Regions from separate parts of the Danio rerio genome. Here region 1 is linked to region 2. Evidence: chromatin contacts called from public Hi-C data. All regions are on one chromosome and are shown on one strand. The core of a region is the stretch at or near the end of the contact, and the rest is flanking DNA. Distances in the headings are between cores, read along the strand shown.

Region 1 (5,677 bases), core at 2,927-5,426, 150 kb after region 2:
ATCCGTTCAGTCTGCGCTGCTTACAGAGTTTGGGGCTGTAGGAGCACAGCGGCTTATTATCCACCTCTGAGAAATGGATGTGTTTACCTTCGTACATCACGTGACTCTGGTCCCTGAGAACATCAGCTGAACAGACACACACAAAAAAGTGGATGTTAAACTACGTTCACAAAAGCTAAATGTTTTTCTCTTCCATAATTAAAAAGTCACATATAAAGTCAAGCCCGAAATACCCCAGGGGTAACAGATATCTGCAAAAACATTGTATTAAAGAGCTTTGCTCAACAATCTGTTCTGCATCAATTCTGTGCTTTTCTAAATGCATTACTACTCTTTTAAATAGATTCAGAGAAGAGTGTCTAACAGCAGACGGCGCTCTAGGTTAGTTTCCAACAGCAGATGGCGCTCTAGGCTAGATTCCAACAGCAGACGGCGCTCTAGGTTAGTTTCTAACAGCAGATGGCGCTCTAGGCTAGATTCCAACAGCAGACGGCGCTCTAGGCTAGATTCTAACAGCAGACGGCGCTCTAGGCTAGATTCTAACAGCAGACGGCGCTCTAGGTTAGTTTCTAACAGCAGATGGCACTTTAGGTTAGATTCTAACAGCAGATGGTGCTCTAGGCTAGATTCTATCAGCAGACGGCACTCTAGGTTAGTTTCCAACAGCAGATGGCGCTCTAGGCTAGATTCCAACAGCAGACGGCGCTCTAGGTTAGTTTCCAACAGCAGATGGCGCTCTAGGCTAGATTCCAACAGCAGACGGCGCTCTAGGTTAGTTTCTAACAGCAGATGGCGCTCTAGGCTAGATTCTAACAGCAGACGGTGCTCTAGGCTAGATTCTAACAGCAGACGGCGCTCTAGGCTAGATTCTAACAGCAGACGGCGCTCTAGGTTAGTTTCTAACAGCAGATGGCACTTTAGGTTAGATTCTAACAGCAGATGGTGCTCTAGGCTAGATTCTATCAGCAGACGGTGCTCTAGGCTAGATTCTAACAGCAAACGGCGCTCTAGGCTAGTTTCTAACAGCAGACAGCGCTATAGGCTAGTTTTTAACAGCAGACGGCTCTCTAGGCTAGTTTTAACAACAGACGGCGCTCTAGGCTCGTGTTTAACAGCATAAGGCGCTCTAGGCTAGTTCCTAACAGCAGATGGTGCTCTAAACTAGTTTATAACAGAAGACGACACTCTAGGCTAATTTATAACAGCAGAGTGTTCTCTAGGCTAGTTTTTAAAGCAAATGGGCTCTAGGCTAGTTTGAAACAGCAGACAGCATGCTAGGCTAGTTTCTAACAGCAGATGGTGCTCTAGGCTAGTTTCTAACAGCAAACATCGCAGTAGGCTAGTTTTTAACAGCAGACGACGCTCTAGGCTAGATTCTAACAGCAGATGGCGCTCTAGGCTTGCTAACAGCAGACGAACTCTAGGGTAGTTCCTAACAGCAGGTGGCGCTCAAATGATGTGTTCACACCAGAAGCGGCACACGCGGATAAATCGCGATATTCGTTTGTAAATAGAAGCGTGAACATTTGAGTTTACTTGCTTCATTCGTGAGTCAAATCCCCTTTACAAGAGATGCGGAATCGCGTCATGGGCATGGCTTCTGTCTGCCCGATGACTTAGCTTTATTGCTAATTGGCTAACATGGATTTTATTGTGAGTAGCTGTGCTTTATGAAGGCTGAAAAACAGTGTCGATTCATTTGGTGCCGTGTCAGAGTCCACTAGATCCATTCTGAGGTGCATCCAGCTCTGTGAACTCATCAACTCCTCCAGAAACTGTACCTGGATGATGGAGGCTTCCGACTGAGCCGAGCCGAGTTTGATCAACTGTTGTCCGTTGTCGGCAAGAGGACTTCCCCTCGGGACACCAACAACAGGCACTACGTCAAAAGCACGCCCCTACAAGAAAATGCTCCTGACTGGTTAACGCAGCGCTAATGTCTGCTGAAGTTCAGATTTTCTAACTTGATCCATTCGCATGAAACGTGTTAAGCCTGTGAATCGTGCAAAACGCTCAATTTGCGGCGTTTCATACATGCGAATCACATCATCCGCGCCACCTCATTTGCCACAGGATCTCTAGTTGCATCTTTGCATGGTCTGATGTAAATCACTCACGCTTGACACGTAGTATAAGAATGCACAAAACAGATACAGGGATACTGAAGCATTTTAATGTCGCGTCAATCAGCTGATCTGTCAATTAGCTGATATACGAGCAACCTGCTGATAGATCCACTGATCTACTTGACTTTGAAATGCTCAAGTTTCCGAATATCAGTGTTTGAAGAGTGGTGAACTGATGAACTTCATGGCTAATCACAGTCTTTTCTTGTCTCTCAAATGTTAGCAGGAAATGGATGTTTTTAAAGTTTCAGCACAGATTGGAACCGAAGTCAAAACTTTGGACCACCCTACTCACAATGGCAGGGAGTTTACACATTAAAGTTTGGCAGTCACTTGATGGATAAATTATAAATTGGGCTTAACACAAACTATGCACACGCATGCTGATTGTTTTCATAGATTCCCAGATTGCGTGTTTACACAGAAACCACAATAGCGGGGATTTCAAAAACTTGCACTTTGAAACCAGTTCTAAAAATGATGAATTTTCAGTCCCCAGAATGCTGCTGTCTTGTAAACAGACAGTCAAATAGCATACAATTATTTAACATTTTTGCCTGTCATGTAAACAGACTCATACACTGACCACCTACTACAACACAAAGCTTGTCAATATTACATAATTCCCTGTCTATTACACATGATCCGGCACTGAAACACTGACGGTGTACAATAGAGCATCTCTGTTTAATGTTTGAACTAAAAGGCAACCCAGAGTCCCAGCTAGTTCAAGAGATCTTTGTCGTTAACCTATGACCGCAGTACAAGGATAAAAAACCAAATAATGTGACGGAGCCATCATATCACATAACTGTATTATGACTGACAGGATCATTCACCCTGCATTTGGTAGACTGGAAATATTTAGCCATGAGACGACCAATTAAAACAGGACAGAAATATGAATAATGAATAATGAATGGGGTAGCAAAACGTACTTTGATTTGTAAATAGTTTAAATATATGAAACAGAATGTTGAATATTTGTGTGCATCATGTCATATTTATGATAATTCAAAGTAATTGAGGAAAACGCGGACATAAGTTACAATGGTACGTGTCTAAACGATCTTATATCGTCAATTAGCGAATTAAAATGTTAATGTGGATATCATTAACGTTACTATACTGGTATGATCTTTCCATCAAGCTCGTACAACAACAAATGATCGATTTTGTTAAATAAACATCGCTGTCATCAAAACGATATGCTTATAAAACTCCTAAACCCAAACAATCGAATAGTACTTGAATACATATGCCTGTGCTAGAGCAAAGCTCTATTATTATTATGTTTAAATGTAGTTTGCGCCCCTGGCTGTCAAAATCGCACATTATTTTGATATTTCTCTCGTTAGCTAGGATGCTAAAAACAAACCCAGGAAACCGAAACACTGACATGATCCTGCGCTAGATTTAGTTTGGAAATGGCAAAAATAGAATTATAAGCTTATACAAGCTTTACATTTGTTATTTAAATAATGAATGAAATACGTAAAGTTTGTGTAAACTAATCGCTGCAAATGTTGCTATGAGTGATGGCGGATGAGGCCTGTCAAATCAGGCCGAAAGAGCGGGGCGCTGCAGCCGATGGAGGTTTAATAGTCGTTTAAACTAATCCTATTTACAAATAATATACATGTAAATTATTTTAAAATAATGCAGGATCACTCTATTATAGAATTGCTTCCGCAACACGATACAGCGAACCAAAATACGTTCTAAAGCGATGCAAACACTGGCCTACAATAGCAGCTAAGCCTCGGAGCTCGAGTCGAGCAGTTGAGGGGTCAGCACGCTCACGAGTCCGCTAGAGCAGTAATCGAGTCCGCTTACCAGCAGTGGGTTCAGCCTCTACGGGGTCTCGCTGTTTAAACGCCACAGATCATCAACTGCACCGAGTATTCATCGGAATTCCTTATGCTACTGAATACTGTTCCCTGCTGAGGTGGTGAAGCGATAAAGCATCCACTAATGTACTTTCGATATTATGTTGTCTTCTGCTCTCATTGAAACAGATCTGCGGGGGTTTAGAGTTCAGTGCTCGGCGGACTCACAGCTCCACCACCGGCGCCGCGGAGACATGACAACTGCTCCACTGCTGCTACTGTACCATCATCCTAAAAACTATGAGCACGGTGAGTCCTCTTCTTTTTCAAATCATAAATTACCCATTTACTTGTAACTTATTTTATTCATATCTACCCCTACCCAAACCCTCACAGTAATGTAGTAATTATTCTGAGTATTATTACATTGTTTATTAAATTACCTGTTAAATTGTATTTTATTGACGTCTACCCTTACACTAACCCTCAAAGTAATGTAAAAACAGTAATTATTCTGAGTATTATTCACATTGTTTATTAAATTACCCGTTATATTGTATTTTATTAACGTCCACCCCTTCAGCAACCCTCACAGTAATGTAAAAACGGTAATTATACCCAAGTATTATTCATAATATATAATTAATGACCCATTAAAATTTTATTTTATTAACGTCCACCCCTACCCCAACCACATTTCAACCCTGTTAATGGTAATTATTGTACATTTATTATTTTATTTGATTACATCAAATGTAAAAGTAAAAGCTTAATGTAGCCAAAAATAAATACAAATTTTATTCTCTTTGCAAACAAGACGAAGCATTTCAAAACGGAGTCTTAAATACTATAAGATTTAAGATGAATATAATTGACAAAAAGCACACAATAAAATGACTAAAAATGTCAAAATAAAACTTGAGAAAATCTTCATAACCTGATTTATGATATGTAATTCATTCTGGATTAATCTTGTTGGATTAGATCTTCTGGGTTAATTCGCTGATCATTCGCTGTTGTTATTATTGTGACTATTGATGCCATTATTACCATTTTCAAGGTAAACCACATTTTCTGTCTTGATTTCTGCTGCCACATTCGGATGCTCGGGTCAGAATTTGGCCTCAACAACATGAAAGCATGGATCATCCTGCCTTGTATCAGCGGTTCAGGCTGGTGGTGGTGGTGTAATGGTGTGGAGGAGATTTTCTTTGGGTCCATTAGTACCAGTTGAGCATCAACGCCACAGCCTACCTGAGTATTGCTGCTGACCATGTCCATCCCTTTATGAGCACAGTGTCTCCATCTTCTGATGGCTACTTCCAGCAGGATAACGCAGCATGTCATAAAGCTCAATCATATCAGACTGGTTTCTTGAACATGACGATGAGTTCACTGTACTCAAATGGCCTCCACAAGCACCAGATCTCAATCCAATAGAGCAGCTTTGGGATGTGGTGGAACGGGAGATTGGCATCATGGATGTGCAGCCGACAAATCTGCAGCAACTGTGTGATGCTATCATGTCAACATGGAGGGGAAACCACTGAGGAATATTTCCAGTAGCTTGTTGAATTTGAAGGATTAAGGCAGTTCTGAAGGCAAAATTGGTCCAACCCGGTACTTGTAAGTTGTACCTAATAAAGTGGCGGGTGAGTGTATGATATATATATATATAGATATTTACATTTTTATACAATTTGTATCATTCATTAATTTTCC
Region 2 (5,235 bases), core at 1,886-4,385:
TGTGTGTGTGTGTGTGTGTGTGTGGTTCTGCTGGATGTGTGAACTGATGTGATAACCTTCAACCTCAGCGGCTCCTCTCTCCTGTCCAGAGTCCAGATCACCACTTCACTCATCTTTTTCATCGTTTAGCTTAGCTTAGCATAGATCATTGAATCAGATTAGACCATTAGCATCTCGTTCAATTGGCCAAATAGTTTTGACGAAGAATTAAAAGTTGTTATTTTTAAGGATAATATGGTTAGGAACTATACTCTTACTCCAAGAAACATAATCAAGAATCTTTGCTGCTGTACCATGACTGAAAGGACAAGATCTCGGATACAAGCGGCCGAGTTTCCTTCGCAGGGTGGCAGGGTGCACCCTTATAGATAGGGTGAAGAGCTCTGTCTCCCGGGAGGAAAATTGAAACTGAATTAATAGGCCTTTTTCACACTTCCTGGTTCCGGTAAGCGAAGCAGTGTACCACAACATCCGGTTTCAATGCGACGGAGCAAGAAAGAATGGCAGGGTCATCTCATCGTTGTGATTGCTGCTTTCCCAGCTGCTCTAACTCAAAAACGACACTCTTACTTTAATGACCACGATCTCCCGAAAGACGAAGGACAGGGAAATGTGGATGACATGGATGACAATATTAAAGGGGGTTAAATGCTGTTTCAAGTTATATGTGGGAGTACGCTCGTATGCTGTATGCACTTCAAAGCGGAGATTATCATGTTTCATTAAAGACTGGTGGTCTATGGTTTATTTTGATGAGTAATTATAATATAGACAAAACTCCAGTTAAACTATCTGCCTTCCACAAACAAGTGCTCATCATGGTCATTAATCTATAAGCATGATTTATCCCTACATTGTTGTTATTTTGGAATAATAGACAGTTCATACAAATGCAAATCTCTTTTTTTTTAATTGGTTTGACAGTAAAATTATTTGTTTAGTCAGTTATATAATAAAGATGGTAAACTTTTCTTACAATGAAGTCCTTTATTACAAAATCAAAATATTACAAAACCCAGCAAGTTTTCAACTGTTATTGGTTCAATTCCTGCAGAGACATGTTATTCATTTATGTTATTTAGAGGTATTAATAAGACCATCCTTCTGATGCTTCATCTTTTGATATTACTAAATCTTATGTCGGCAAATTTTGTTTTACTAAATACCAAGAGTAATGATAGAGATATTCATACTCTTTTCCAAAAAGAAATCATTACTGTACCTTATATTCAATTTTATTATATGTCTTTATTAAAGGGTGAATTGAAGAAAAGTGTGGCTGTTACCACAGAAATATCATGTTAGAAATAGAATTAAAGAAATATCCTATAAACTCATCCACAGGTTTTATCCAGCAAAACATTGTTTGCAAAAATTTAAAAGTGGGATTGATGTAAATTGTATTTTTGTAACGAATATGAGGAGACAGTTTTACACTTATTTTGGCATTGTACATAGTCAGCTTATGGGGTGAGTTGCAAAATGTATTAATAATGATTCTTTTGTGTTCAACCTCTTTCATTATGGATAAATGTACATTTGGGCTTTACTTGATTATCCTAATCTAGAGGAAAATAGTTTTATTTATTTAATTTGCTTATGTTGTTAACAAAATTGTACATTCATAAATATAAATTTACTAATATGAAACCAGATTTTAAGGTATTGATGACTGAAATATGCTTGTACAATACCAGTATCAACTCTCTAAACAAGAAACTCGACCCACTTTAAAATGTGTGAACTCTACAATGTATTTCATTATTACATATGTTATATTACATTTTGTATATTTGTATTTTATTTATAATTACCCCCTGGTATGTACATTTTTGTATTGTAAAATGTTATTTTCTGTTCTTTAAATAAATAATAAAAATGAATATTATCCACGAGTAGGAGCTAATGTGTTTCCAGACTTGAGAAAACCTCACGAGCATTAAACAACCTGTAATGTATTAACCGATAGCAACTCGCCTGTATAGCTAACTTACCTCGCCATTCACTATATCTGACTCTGAATAAAAAGGAAGGAGGGGGTTAGCACAGTTTACAGACGGGACTACTGACATTAAACTCATCCTGCCGGATGTTAAATAGCCAGGTTAATCTAGCTTACGAATGGCTTGAATGAGCAGATTTTATGTTGTTGGCTGTGCACCTTACTGGAACCTGATGTTGCAAACGGTAAGACACGTTTTCTGCAAAAACTCTGCAAATCGGTATCATCTTTTAAAAGCTGTTTTATTAAGGCAGTTTTACACATTCACCGAACAACATCTTCTTGTCCAAATTATGGCAAAGTTGACCGTGAGAAAGTCATCCGCTGTCCCGAGGCTGTCATGTCTCTGCGACTCATAGCGAACCCGGAAATATCGATACACTGCTTCGAAGGGCGCTTCCGGTGTTCAATTCCGCTGTGAAAAAGGTCTATTGCACAGCTTTGGTTAATAGAGTTACGGTGACCTCGTAGCGAACTTTGTGCACATGTTGGTTTCTAAGGCTTGACGGAGCATTATTATATTTTGAGGTTGATTAAATTATTGGTAGGGATGTTTCAGTAGTTGGTGTGGACACGTCCCCTGCGTCCATGCCAATTCTACACCCTTGATATTGTAGAGCACAGGTGTCAAACTCAGTTCCTGGAGGGCCGCTGCTCTGCAGTTTAGTTCCAACCCTAATTAAACACACCTGATCAAACGAATTGAGTTCTTCAGTTTTGTTTGGAACCTATTCACCTTATTCTTCACTGATGAGCGGGCGCTGCCATTTGAATCTTTTTGGCTCGAGACTTCTGGTCTCATTCATTTTTAGACATTAAAAATGCTGCTTGATGTTGCAGACTGATATTTCCTCAGAATATTATTCTACTTTGTCTGTATAGTCATGCAAACTTTTGTTTGTAGAGCGAGTAGTTTGACCGTTTTTTGACGTTTATTATTCCTAGTCATTTCTCCCATAGGCGACTGAATCGGAAGTTCTAAAACAATCACAAAAACTGCCGCACTTCCGCATATTAGAACAAGGTCAGTAGGTAAGTGTGTTGAAGCAGGGTTGGAAGTAAACTATGCAGGGCCTTCCAGGAACTGAGTGTGTTGTAGAGTGTTGAGCATGCAGAGACTCGCTCAGATGAATTGAGCTGCAGTGTGCTGTTGTGCCTGCAGGTGGCAGCAGTGCTCTTCTGTAATGCTTTACTGGTGTTTTATTTTACATGTGTGGAAATACAAATGTGATCAGTGTGTTTCATTAATTAATGCTACATTTATCTCTTGTTTGTGTGTGTGTGTGTGTGTGTGTGTGTGTGTGTGTGTGTGTGAAAATAATAGTTTTGTCATGTAGTTAATACACTGGTAGAAAATGCGTGTACAATTTTTCACTCACCTTATTATCAAGACACTTCTCACTCACAAATTACAAGCGAATAGAATCATAATAAAATAAAGTCAATATATTTGATAACTAGAGTGTTTATTTTAAAAATACCATAGTGTTTTGAACCCTACTATAGTACAGTGTTTATATTGTATATACATTCATTCATTCATTTTCTTTTCGGATTAGTCCCTTTATTAATCTGGGGTTGCCACAGCAGAATGAACCGCCAACTAATCCAGCATATGTTCTATGTTGCAGATGTCCTCCTGTCACTGGGAAACATCAATACACACTAATTCACACATACAGTACAGACTATTTAGTTGATCAGTTCCCCTATAGCGCATGTGTTTGGACTGTGGAGGAAACCGGAGCACCTGGAGGACACACAAACACCAACACAGGGAGAACATGCAAACTCCACACTGAAACAATCAACTGACCCAGCCTGGGCTCGAACCAGAGACCTTCTTGCTGTGTGGCCACAGTGCTAACCACTGAGCCACCGTGCCGCCCATGTTGTACATGCGCATGTCATATATAGATGAAATCCTGTATATTACTTTAAGGTTATTATTGTTCATAGAAATTCCCAGAAATTGCATTTTCAAAAAAAGAAAACCACTATTGTGCGGGAAAACAGTAGACTTGGCAACCCTGGGGGTGTTTTCTAGATCTCTGATTGGGGGGTTTTCCTGAGTCTGACCTCTGACCTCTTCATCATCACATGAGTTGTGTAATCCAGGCGCATGTAAGTGCAGGAATGAGGAAACGTGCGGAGGGTGTAACCTGGACGCTGACAAAACACACACTTCCACCAAAACAGACCCTCGGAGAGCTTACACACACACACACACACAACCACACACACACACACACACACACGCACACACACACACACACTGAGGGTTTGTTTATGTGCAGAGTGTGTGTTTCTCAAATGCCTGTTAATTGCCTTTTGTTTCTCCGTGGGTCAGTGTGAACTCTCTGTCTTAGAGGGAGTCAGCCTACAGCAAACATCTGTGTGTAAAGAGGCTGTGCTCTGCTGGATTTAAGGGGACAGTTCACGCAAACAAGACAATTCTGCAATCATCAATGATGGGCAATAAACAGCCATTGACTTCCATAGTATTTCTAGATTCTGCGTGCCAATGGTTGCTTTTTTTAGCATCCCATTTAAAAATACTAGAGTAAATGTTTGTAAACACTGTAGATTTTTAAACCATCATATAGTAATGAGTGAATGAACATGGCGTAGGATAGTGCATGAGTATGCGATTTGGAACGCACCTTGAGTTTTGAGGCCAGTTTCAAAACAGTCAACCATATGAGGGCTGTCTTTCTCGCTCACTCTTGCACACACACACAGACACATACACACATGCATGCACACATACACACACACACACACACACACGATCATATACACAAATAAACACACACATACATATATGCGTTCATGCGCACACACACACTCTCTTACAAACACACACATACCTATGCATGCACAGACATACACACACACGCATGCATACACAAACAAGCGCACACACACATGCATGCAAACATACACATGCATGCGTACACACACACACACACACACACACACACACACACACACACTTATATACACACATGCATGCTCACATGTGCGCGCACACACGCACTTATGTACATACATAAACACACACAAACACACACACACACACTTATGCACACACATAAACAAATACACACGCATGGATGCACACACACACTCTTACAAACACACACATACCCATGCATGCACAGACATACACACACACACACGCGCATGCATACACAAACAAGCACACACACACATGCATGCAAACATACACA

What was found. Hi-C and Micro-C count contacts between places; a contact is called where the count stands out from the background.
Region 1: a Hi-C map of hematopoietic stem cells shows a contact between it and region 2, with 2.5 times the contacts expected there. The contact joins the promoter of ino80da here to the enhancer-like site in region 2. A contact is called at or near these places in 2 of 18 Hi-C or Micro-C datasets (hematopoietic stem cells and an unstated tissue).

What each region holds. Positions count from the first base shown.
Region 1 is chr9:1,189,724-1,195,400 of GRCz12tu, forward strand. It overlaps ino80da (INO80 complex subunit Da), which reads right to left and starts at 4,177. Exons shown (of 11, transcript NM_001423326.1): 1 at 3,963-4,177; 2 at 1-126. The coding sequence starts at 97.
Region 2 is chr9:1,042,001-1,047,235 of GRCz12tu, forward strand. The region is part of intron 1 of zmp:0000001200; the gene reads left to right. Among named protein-coding and RNA genes, the nearest start is that of zmp:0000001200, 24 kb to the left of the region's middle. Within about 2 kb of position 3,136, at least 5 of the 62 cell types and tissues checked have an H3K27ac peak or open chromatin away from gene starts, as enhancers often do.